3 separate regions of the Sus scrofa genome follow, and regions 2 and 3 are each linked to region 1. Evidence: chromatin contacts called from public HiChIP or PLAC-seq data. All regions are on one chromosome and are shown on one strand. The core of a region is the stretch at or near the end of the contact, and the rest is flanking DNA. Distances in the headings are between cores, read along the strand shown. Region 1 has its middle 20 kb from the start of VPS54. Region 2 has its middle 60 kb from the start of MDH1. Region 3 overlaps AFTPH (aftiphilin).

What was found. HiChIP or PLAC-seq counts read pairs in DNA pulled down with a chosen protein or histone mark.
Region 2: a contact with region 1 is called in an H3K27ac HiChIP or PLAC-seq map of alveolar macrophages. The contact joins two enhancer-like sites. A contact is called at or near these places in 5 of 47 Hi-C or Micro-C datasets (alveolar macrophages, fetal heart ventricle, heart right ventricle and 2 more) and 2 of 2 datasets of contacts at active chromatin or transcription factors (alveolar macrophages and skeletal muscle).
Region 3: a contact with region 1 is called in an H3K27ac HiChIP or PLAC-seq map of alveolar macrophages. The contact joins two enhancer-like sites. A contact is called at or near these places in 1 of 47 Hi-C or Micro-C datasets (embryonic fibroblasts) and 1 of 2 datasets of contacts at active chromatin or transcription factors (alveolar macrophages).

What each region holds. Positions count from the first base shown.
Region 1 is chr3:77,833,797-77,837,586 of Sscrofa11.1, reverse strand. No RefSeq gene overlaps it. Among named protein-coding and RNA genes, the nearest start is that of VPS54, 20 kb to the left of the region's middle. Within about 2 kb of position 1,661, at least 5 of the 83 cell types and tissues checked have an H3K27ac peak or open chromatin away from gene starts, as enhancers often do. A contact at or near this core is called in alveolar macrophages, where this site is marked.
Region 2 is chr3:78,200,994-78,204,856 of Sscrofa11.1, reverse strand. No RefSeq gene overlaps it. Among named protein-coding and RNA genes, the nearest start is that of MDH1, 60 kb to the left of the region's middle. Within about 2 kb of position 1,691, at least 1 of the 83 cell types and tissues checked has an H3K27ac peak or open chromatin away from gene starts, as enhancers often do. A contact at or near this core is called in alveolar macrophages, where this site is marked.
Region 3 is chr3:77,377,059-77,380,704 of Sscrofa11.1, reverse strand. It overlaps AFTPH (aftiphilin), which reads left to right. Exons shown (of 10, transcript XM_021087452.1): 3 at 2,301-2,452. Among named protein-coding and RNA genes, the nearest start is that of AFTPH, 44 kb to the left of the region's middle. Within about 2 kb of position 1,939, at least 1 of the 83 cell types and tissues checked has an H3K27ac peak or open chromatin away from gene starts, as enhancers often do. A contact at or near this core is called in alveolar macrophages, where this site is marked.

The DNA.
Region 1 (3,790 bases), core at 412-2,911:
CATTTCTATACCTTGCTCACAAAATGCTTACAATAGGAGAATAGAGGCTTCTTCAATGGAGAAATCAAATAGCCTCAGAAAATAATATTTTCATATAGTGGTATTAGATAATTGGTCAATAAAAAGGCAGCTGTACTAAATGATCACCTTAAGGAAAGCCCATTGTTTGACTTTTTCCCTTCACTCCAGCAAGGACCTTCAGTTTATTTTTTACTTGATTTTTCTCACTTAAAAAAAGAACACAGGCCCAAGGGTCACCAGGCAATTAAGACAAGCCCAAAACATCAGAGATAAGAAACAAACAGGAGTTCCCGTCATGGCGCAGTGGTTAAGGAATCCGACTAGGAACCATGAGGTTGCGGGTTCGATCCCTGCCCTTCCTCAGTGGGTTAACGATCCGGCGTTGCCGTGAGCTGTGGTGTAGGTTGCAGACGCGGCTCGGATCCCGCGTTGCTGTGGCCCTGGCGTAGGCTGGCAGCTCAGCTCCGATTAGACCCCTAGCCTGGGAACCTCCATATGCCACGGGAGCAGCCCAAGAAATGTCAAAAAAGACAGAAAAAAAAAAAAAAAAAAGAAACAAACACAAAAGGAACTTGGAGGAAACAAAGATAATATGGATACAGGAAAAAAAAAAAAGATATTTGAAAATTAAAAATATTATCACAGAAATAAAGCCCCAAAGCAGATCAGGAGGGAATATTGAAGACAAAGAAGACAAGGAGATGAAAAGTAGGATAAAAATGTAAGAGACTTAAAAAAAATCAAGCAGAAATTCCATTGTTCAGCTAGTTAGAATTCCAGAGAGGACAGAACAAATATGAAGAAGAAAAAATTATAAACAAAATCCAAAAAGCTTTATCTGATGTGAAGAAGGTGAGTCTCCAGGTTGACATAGTCCAGCCATCCAGCCTAACAAATGAAAAAAGGCCTGTAAGAATGACATGATGAAATAGTAGAGCACTGAGAATAAAATTTATAAGGGCTTCTAAAAAGGGGAAAAATGATTGCAGCAAAAGGAAGAAGAAACAATAACTTTAGGCATCTTAGTATTACTCAATTCTAGAAGTCAACTGAATATTATCTTCAACATTCTGTAGTGAAATTATGTTTAGCTAAGATTTTTTTATGTAACCACTAATACAGTGTGAGAGTAGAATAAAGACATTTTCAGAGATTCATGATCTCAAAAATTTGCTTTGGGAAATTACTATTTCAGAAGGAAATTGCTATTAGAAGGAAATTACTATTTCAGCAATTTAAGAGAGTCAACCAAGAAAGATGACAAGGAGTCCAGGAAACAGGGAGCTGACTCAGAGGATGGTGAAAGAAGTCCTAGAAGAACAATTATGCCTCAAAGTCTGGGTATTTAGCCTGATTAGATGAAGAGGACAGGGGTTTTGTTTTGTTTTGAGGAAAAAAATGGAACTGATAGATTGATGGTTTTGTGTTTGGAGATTTGGAAAAAAATATTGCTAGCCATATGAAGCTTGAAAAAAAGTCTTTATCTCTAATCATAATTGTGTAAATTCTAACTACTGAATTAATCAGAACATTTTTGCCTTGTGGCATTTTTGCCAAAAACCTTGCCATGTGACATTCAAAGATTATGATAAAATTAGTGGGAGGAGTTGTGGAAGGGAAGTGAGGGCAGAAGTTGAGTAACAGAGCTTAATCCTCAACCACCATAACAGGATGTCTTAAACTAGATCAAGAAAGAGCTGAATGAGCAAAGTACTTCAACACAAAGAGGTAAATAACAGATAAAACAGCTAGAGATTGAAAGTGGCAGTCTTTAAGAGCAGTATGGGTAAGAGATGGAGCAGAGGTCCAACTGCATCCCCACATAAGTCTTTTAGAATAATTTATTTTTTAAGAACCATGTGCCTATATTACATTGATGAAAAAAAACACAAAAACTACATTTAAAATATTTGCATAAGCTTTTCAGATAGAATTGGAGTTGATGGCCTAAAGGCTTACTTTTTAAGGTTTTTGCTATATGCTATCAAGTTGTCTCCCAGAGGTTGCTATCACTTTTACTGCCACCAGCATATATGACAATTATCAACTTCCTTACCTCTCCACTAATCTAGGTTATTTTTATCAAATATTTGCCAGTTGGATGGGGCAGAGGGGAGTTTCTAACCATTATTTGAAATACATTTTCTTTAAGGAGTCCTGCTTATGGCTGAGGCTAAATAGCATTCTCTCAGTTTGTTTCCTGTTAAATTTCTGGATTGCTGCTTGATGAAATTATTCATCTTCTATATGAGTATATGTCTTAACATTCTAGGCTTTAGATTTAGAGCAACTGCAAAAATTGCCTTCATTGTGAAGTAACAGAAAAGCTAACATATTTCAAATAGGATTATTTATTATTTAAGTGCCCAAACAAGTGCCTATTCCTAACTTTCCTATTTCTATTAATGTCCCAGTAATTTTGTACCCTTTCTTCTACATTTAGTCAGTCATCTAATTAAACAATTTGACTCTACATAGATTCTTCTACTCGTGTCCTTCCTATCCCCTCTTACCACTCAATTGTTGCTTTTGCTTTCAGGAAGATCTTGATAGATACTTCCAGATTTCCCTTCCAAAAGATTTTATATGAACCAATAGAGTAGAAGAACAACTTTGTCCTTGAACTGTTGACACTTGGTGTCAACCTTTTTGATCTTTACCAATCTAATAGGTGAAAAATAGATGATGTCTCATTTTAATTTGTATTTGTATTGCTTGTGTATGTAGCTAAAAATGTTTGATTTCTGCCTACGCCTCAGTAAACCAGCATTAGGTCACATAGACAGGCTCATTGCCTGGGGGCTCACAAAGCCAGCATTTACTTTACAGCCTTTACAATAGGAGGCAGGGAAGAAGGGGGCTGGAATGGATGTTGAAGGCATCATTTTTTTTTTCATTTACAACTTTTGGGTTTTACAAATTTCCCTATCCTAAGATTGAAATTTTACTCATTTTAACTTTTTTATTATAAAACAATTGAAATACTCAAAAGTGGAACAGAATAATGAACTTTCTGCTGTCTGTTGCACAGCTTAAAAACTAACATCTTATATTTTTATTTCATTTATCCCATGCCTCATTATTTTCCTGAAGTCTTCTAAGATAAAATCTTAGTTACTTCATTATTTCACCAATGAAAACATTAATATGTTTCTCTAACAAGTAAGGATATTTAATGTATAACATATATACATTAAAACTTATGGCTCAGTTAATTTTCACAAATTGAAAACATTCATGTAACTACATCTCATGTCAAGAAATAGAACATTACCAGGAATTCCCATTGTGGCTCAGCGGAGAACCCAACTAGTGGCCGTGAGAATGCTGGTTTGATCCCTGGGCTTGCTCAGTGGGTTAAGGATCTGGTGTTGCCCATGAGTCACGGTGTAGGTCTCAGATATGGCTTGGATCTGGCGTGGCTGTGGCTGTGGCTGTGGTACAGGCTGGCAGCTTTAGCTCCAACTTGACGCCTAGCCTGGGAACTTCCACATGCCACAGTTTCAGGCTTTAAAGTCAAAAAAAAAGGTGGGGGGGGGGAAGGAAAGGAAAGGAAAGTAAGGAATAGAATATTACCAATACTCCACAAATCCCCTTTTTTGTCTTTTCCAGATTACTACTGTACAGGAGGAAAAAGTTTTCCTTGACTCTCTGGAGGTCCCTGGCTGGGTGTGACAATTAAATTGGCAGAGACAGATTTATAGGAGAAAAGCACACAGATGTATTTAACATACATTTTACATGACATGGGAGCCCCCATAAGGAAGTG
Region 2 (3,863 bases), core at 442-2,941, 370 kb before region 1:
AGCATAAGGAAGGCAGGAGGAACTAGAGAGAGTCTTTCAGCTGTTAGACACATGTCCTGGTGATCTTTTTTTCTTTTTTTTTAAATTGAGGTATTGTTGACATAAAACATTATATTAGTCTCAGGCATACAACTTAATGATTCAGGATATGTATATATTGTGAAGTGATGACGACAATAGTCTAGTCAACATCCGTCGCCAAACAGTTACTATTTTTTTTCTTGTGATGAGAACTTTTAAGATCTCTCACTGGTGCCCTTGATAGGTCCTGCAGTTGCCACCAGAGGCCACTGAGCACAAGCGTGCGAGCATCACATATGGAGTCAGATCTGACCTGGTATGTCTGTCCAGTTGTATCATACTACATGAGTTGTTTGGCCTTTGTCTTTTCAATTTTTCTCATCTTATAACATCACCAGTAATGGCATTTATCTCATATGGTAACTGCAGGAATGAAGATAATGAATGTGAATTAATTAGCACAGTACCTGGCACATAAATGCATGATAAATGTATACAGTTATTTTCTCATTTAAAACATCACTAATAATGGCATTTACCTCATATGGTAACTGCAGGAATGAAGATAATGAATGTGAATTAATTAGCACAGCACCTGGGACATAAATGTATGATAAATGTATACAGTTGGCTTTCTGTATCCGGGGGTTCTGCATCTGTACATTCAACCAACCCTGGATCAAAAATATTTGAAAAAGTTCCAAAAAGCAAAACTTGAATTTACTATGTACTGGCAACTATTTACATAGTATTTATATTGCATTTACAACCATTTACATGGCATTTACATTATATCAGATATTTTAGATCATCTAGAGATTTAAAGATTTAAAGTTCATGGAAGGATGCACAGGGTTATATGTAAATGCTACACCACCTTATATAAGGGACCCGAGCATCCGTGGATTTTTATATTGTGGAGGGTCCTGGGATGAACCCCTGATACTGAGGTATGACTATGTGTATTTGGATGTGTGTGTTCAGGCAGGAGGGTAATATGGAGAAGAGATGTTAAGGAATCACATCCACTTGGACAGTTGTTCCATACTAAGTTTTTAAGCAGAGATCAAGATGGGATTAGCTGTGCAAGAGATTTATTGGGGAAATGCCTGTGAAGGATAGAGTGGGAGGGAACAGGAGAAGGTAGGAAGTGCCATCACAACACAATATAGGCCTGACATACATGAAAGGAAAGAGGGAAGGAAGGAAGTTTGGGCAGAAAGACCCTCAAATACAGGGCAGTTCTGAGCATGTTTTGGCCAGGTTGATGGGGAGTTCCAGAGTCAAAGTTGTCCATCAAAGGAATCCCCCACTGGGTAAGCAGGGCCTGACCTGGGCACCCCCACGGTGCCCAGTCACTGAATGGGAGCTGCTGGAGGCTGCTGGTCAGCGATGCTCTCGACAAAAGGCTCTCATAACAGGACATCAGAAGAATATGTCTCCACGATCCTTACTCCTTCACTGTAGCCTATCCAAACCCATTGCTCAATACTGAATGTGCTGTGAGGATGAGGGAGCACTTTCCACCACATATCTGTACCTCTTATAGGAGCTCCACAAGGGCCTGGGACTCAGCTTCTTTCCCATTTGAGGTGAGCTTACCAAACCTCCTCCTCATTGTCCTCATGAATTCATCTTGTTCCACTTTCTAATTTTCTACACAGTTCCGTTTTCTACATAGTTCCTGTTGGATGTAAGCCTGAGTCTCAATGGGTTCCCAGGTCTGACTTTTCCCCTGAATACTATTCTTGCTTCTCTATTTGTTTCATGTCCCAAAGCCTCAGGCCACCCCTGCCCTATTCCTAATTCCAGCACCAGTTTCCAGAAACCAAACCCACATCAAAGTCCCAGGATTCCATTGCTGGTCTGAATCCAGCAACTGAGAAAAAATGTTTTCTCTTCATAGATAAAAGGAATAATGTGACTGACTTTATATTTTTTCTTTCTCTTTGATGGCAATCATACCAGGCTAAAATTTTTTTGTTTTATTTTTTTCCCAGATTACTATAAAGTTTATATATAGAACTGAAACTTCCCAGAAGCTTTTGGGAAATTTGACAAAGTGATTCAGAGTTTATCAGATAGAGTGAAAAGTCAGCAGTCAAATAATTTCTGAAAAAGAAAAGCTATGGGGCGGCCATTCCTTACATGATGAAAATATACCATAAAGAATATTACAGAGGTTTAAAATTTATAGGACAAAGTACTATAACTAAATTCAGTTTAGCTCTTGGATTCTCATTTCCCTTGACCATAGAAAACGCTCAATCATGCCTCTTGGTTTTAACTCAGTTTGGTCTAAAATGTAATAAACATTCAATGAACTCTGAGATCTGGGCCTATCCCAATCCTTGCCAGGGTGTGTGTGAGATCTAACTTATCCTGAGTGTATCAGGAGGCCTTGGCCTGAGGGGGGGGCACCTTGTTCTTGTGCAAGCCTTTGTCAACATGAGAGTGTTCTTCACCTGCCTTGGTCTTTTGAACCCCATTCCAAATTTATTTTCTCCTCTGGCTTTCTCATCACTTCTTCAGCTCACTGGGAGCTCAGGAACTTTCCATGTCTTCTGGAAACACCCTGAAGGAAGAGATTCTGCCAAGACCCACCTAGCCCATCTGCCTACACCTCCCTCAGCCTGATTCATCTACCACCCAGGCAGGGAATTTCTTAGAATCTGGGCTGAACTCACTGAACTTGGGGCTTCTCCAACTTCCTCCCCATAACCCTGCTGAAGCCTAAGACCTGCACAGGCAGCCAGTCCAGGCCTCTGCAGCTACATGAGTGCAAGAACCACCCTAGACTCTCATAGCTTTGCCCTATCAATCAGTGTTGTGCATACTCAGGGCTAGCCCCTCTAGTTGTGTATCTGTATGCTGCCAGCCTAACACCCGTCATCAGCCTCCGCTGATGTGTGCACACCTGTGGTAAGATCCTGCAGTCCCAGAAGTGTATGCTCACCCTGTTTCCTGTCACTGGCCTGCACCATGAGATTCATCTGCAGCTAGGTCCTCTTAGCTGTGTACCTGCAAACCCCAACCTGACTCCCAACATTGACCTCCACTGTTCCTGTGGTAAGACCCAGCAAACACAGTAGTGTATATGAATAGCTGGGAGCTGCCAGCTTTACTCACAGTTGGTCCTGGCCCTTTCTGATTGCTGAGCCCCAGCCCCTGCCCTGCTACCATGTGTGTATCTGCTTTAGGCCCCTGCCAGCATATAGGCACCTACAGCTGGCTCCTACAGGTGAGTGTGTGCACACCACCAGCTCTAGGTACCACTGCTGCCTACCCTGATCCCTAGCATCTGGACCTAGAGGTGCTACTGAGGAACCCAACAGCCCCAACAGCTACAGACCCCTATACAGTACTAGCCAAGGGCCACACAGATGTTGATGCTGTGATCTTCAGCAGCTTAAGCCAAAGAGCCATGATGCTTCCTCAGAACTGGAGTCACATATATACCCACACTTGTACTCTGTACCACATTACACCATGCTCCAGTGTTCCCCCACTCTCAGTTGAAGGTTTTTTCCTAACTGGTCAGCCCATAAAGAGTGGAAGAAATGACTGCTTCTTCAAATGTGCAGACACCTACAAAAGATTATATGGATCAAAAAGAATCAAGGAATCATAACACTACCAAAGGAACATAGTAAACATTCAGCAACTGACCCCAAAGAAATGGAGATACATGAATTACCTGACAAAGAATTCAAAGTAATTGTTACAAAAATGCTCATAAAGCTATAAAAGGACACAGACATACAACTTAAGGACATCAGGAAAACAACACAAGAGCAAAAAAAGAAGTTGAACAAAGATACAGGAAAAAAAGACAAACAAAT
Region 3 (3,646 bases), core at 690-3,189, 460 kb after region 1:
TGAGGTCCTTTCTTTCTTCCTTTGATAAATGTTTTTCTGGTTCATTAAAAATATAACAAAGAGGATACAAGAAAAATTCTGTTTTAATTTACAGAGAAATACAGTGTGATCATATGTGAGTTTTGTTTACCTTCCCTGCCCAGGAGGAGCCAGTGCTTATCATGTTTCCAATTAGATGGTTATCTGATCCCTTTAAAAGTAATGTCTGTCCATTCCCTCTGTTGAAACAAGTAACACTGGGTCCCCTTGATGCACTCAAGTTTCACAAGCCTTGGGATCTTGAGTCTACTCTTTACTGTAGGTTTCATAATTGATACTGAGAACCTTTTCCCATATCGCACATGTGAATATAATGAAGGTGTTAGAGTAACTTTTGTAGCGATAGCAGAAGAGTACCCTGAGACTAATTACGGAGTGTTAAGTTTTTTGCTGATACTGCTTCCAAAAGAGATTTTGTTTGGGAAAATATGTATGTGGAAATGTTTCCTTTTGTTTTCCATTGTTCTTTTTGCTGACAATACTAAACAACAAATCAAGCATTAACTTTTTTTGTCACTTGGCAGAAAGTACCATCATGATTTGGCATTTTCTTTTACACTAGGTGTCACTTCTGTAGTATACTTAATCCTTCCACAAGCTTTAACTTCATAGTTTGTATTCCTAATTGATATTTAAAGTAGTAAATTGAAAATATTTTACATGTATCTGAAATAAAGTTAGAAAAGTGGGAATAAATGCTATTGTAGGTTGCACTTGTAGACTAAATCTAGTGATACCCTGAAAATGTAAGTTAATCTAAATCCATCAAGTTTTAATTAATAAGAATACTCCAAAATGCCAGTGTTCTCAATGAAAATATTCTAGGGAATATGCAGACTTTGCTTGAAGGTACAGCAGTGTGCTATTCAGAAGTACATATATACATGCCATAGAACAGTATAAAAATGATATTTCTAAAAGATAGCAGATCATCAAAATGATAAATGAGGTATTGAATTTCGTAGTAAAAACTGAGGCATTCTTTCCTACTTTAGTTGTTCTGTTAGCAGCAGAGATTTTTTTTTTTTTTTTGTCTTTTTGCTATTTCTTTGGGCTGCTTCTGTGGCATATGGAGGTTTCCAGGCTAGGGGTCTAATCGGAGCTGTAGCCGCCAGCCTACGCCAGAGCCACAGCAACGCGGGATCCGAGCCGCATCTGCAACCTACACCACAGCTCACAGGCAATACTGGATCCTTAACCCACTGAGCAAGGGCAGGGACCGAACCCGCAACCTCATGGTTCCTAGTCGGATTTGTTAACCACTGCACCACGACGGGAACTCCAGCAGAGATATTTCTAAAAGTCTTTCAAAATTCAAATGTTTTTGTCCAGATTCTGTTCAACTATAATAGCATAATACATTTTGTAAGCATCCAGTCTTATTGTTCTAAATATATAGTATGTGAGTGGTAGTAAGAAACATCCCAGTGTGGCAAAAAGAATATGAATACTGTCTAGTTTATTTTGCTTTTTTCTTTTTTTGGTTTTTGGTTTTTGGTTTGTTTTTTTGTTTTGTTTTGTTTTGTTTTTTTTTTTTTGCTTTGGGCAAAACAGATTATTTGGGCAGATTATTTAAACTTTGAGATTGTACAATGGGATAGTAATTTCTTCTTTGTAGAATTTTTGGTGGATTAAGTAAGATAATGTTTATAAAGTGCCAAGCATAGTGCTTGACTTTTTTTTTTCTTTTTTTTTTTTTTTGGCTTTTTAGGGCCACACCCGTGGCATATGGAGGTTCCTAGGCTGGGGGTTGAATTGGAACTATAGCTGCCAGCCCTCCACCACAACCACAGCAACGCAGGATGAGCCACATCTGCAACCTACATCACAGCTCACTACAGCTCCAGATCCCCAACCCGCTGAGGGAGGCTAGGGGTCAAAGCTGCAACCTCATGGTTACTAGGTTGCCACATCTGCAACCTACATCACAGCTCACGACAGCTCCAGATCCCCAACCCGCTGAGGGAGGCTAGGGGTCAAAGCTGCAACCTCATGGTTACTAGTTGGATTCGTTCCACAACAGGAACTCTGTTTGGCATTTATTTGTCACCACTGTATTACCACAATTACTTAAAGCTGTTCTATGAGTGGTTATGCTTCTTTCACTTAGTGTTTTTTATATCTGACTGGTAGCTCCTCTGCCCCATAGTAGTGGACAAGGAGTGGGTATCTGGGGGTTTGTGTGTGTGTATGTGTTAATGACAAAGTTATGACATTATTTAAATTACAAAAGTGAAAATAAACTTTGTGTTTTGATGCAGACAGCTTTACTAAACCGCCTGGAGCGAATTTTTGAAGCATGTTTTCCTTCCATATTTGTCCCTGATACTGAAGAAGAAGTTACTTCCCTGAAGCACTTGCTAGAAACAAGCACCTTGCCAATAAAAACAAGAGAGGCCTTAGCTGAAAGTGGGTAAGTAGTAGGCACTTTTTAGATAGCATGTATATTTGTTGGTTTCAGCTGTTCTAATTTATAAGGTTATCTAAGGTTATCTTAAACCAGTAAGGTTCTAAAACATTATTGTGTTAAAAATCATAGTGCTAAAAAAAAAAAAAAAAGTTAAAAAAAACTCTCTACTTTTCTATTTTTGACCTTTTTGAAAAAATTCTAAGGAGTTCTCCTTGTGGCTCAGTGGGTTACAAACCCGACTAATAACCATGAGGATATGGGTTTAGTCGCTGGCCTCTCAGTGGGTTAAGGATCCAGCACTGCCGCGAGCCTTGGTGTAGGTCGAAGATGAGGCTCGGATCCTGCACTGCTATAGCTGTGGTGTTGGTCAGCAGGTGCAGCTCTGATTCAACCTCTAGCCTGAGAATTTACATATGCCACAGGTGTGGCTCTAAAAAGAAAAAAAAATTCTAAGTCAGTATTCTAATCAGTCAGTTTTACATATTATTTTTTGATTTCCTAGCATGATAGATGAGAATCTGGGTCTTACATCTGCTTTTCTCCTCCCTTTGTCTTTCCAGTATATCATAGTTTTTGGCTATGGTTTTTGTTATTTGTCATTTTCATTAGTATAATCATGTAAATAATGTTCATAGCTAAGCCACTATTTTCTTTATAGTACACCTTTTTCCTGGACTTAAAAATTGTATCTGTTTTGGAGTTGCCGTTGTGGTGCAGCGGAAACGAAACCAACTAGGAACCATGAGGTTGTGGGTTCAATCCCTGGTCTCATTCAGTGGTTAAGGATCTGGTGTTACCATGAGCTGTGGTGTAGGTTACAGATGCGGCTTGGATCCTGAGTTGCTGTGGCTGTGGCGTAGGCCGGCAGCTGTAGCTCCAATTCAACCCCTAGCCTGGGAACCGCCATGTGCCACAGATATGGCCCTAGAAAGCAAAAAAAAAAAAAAGAAGAAGAATTGCCTCTGTTTCATCTATAAGTCTTTCCCCTACCCTCCAGCAAACTGTGAATGTAGTTTTACTTGTGATAAAACCTATCAAAATGGCCATTCCATTTTTTACCAGGAGTCCTGGCCTGGGAACCTCCGTGCTGTGGGCATGGCCAAAAAAGCAGCAACTGTAGGATTATTGCTAAATAAAGGATGATGCGTTCATCCAATAGAACATTATATAGCCATTGAAAAAGATATATATGTGGAT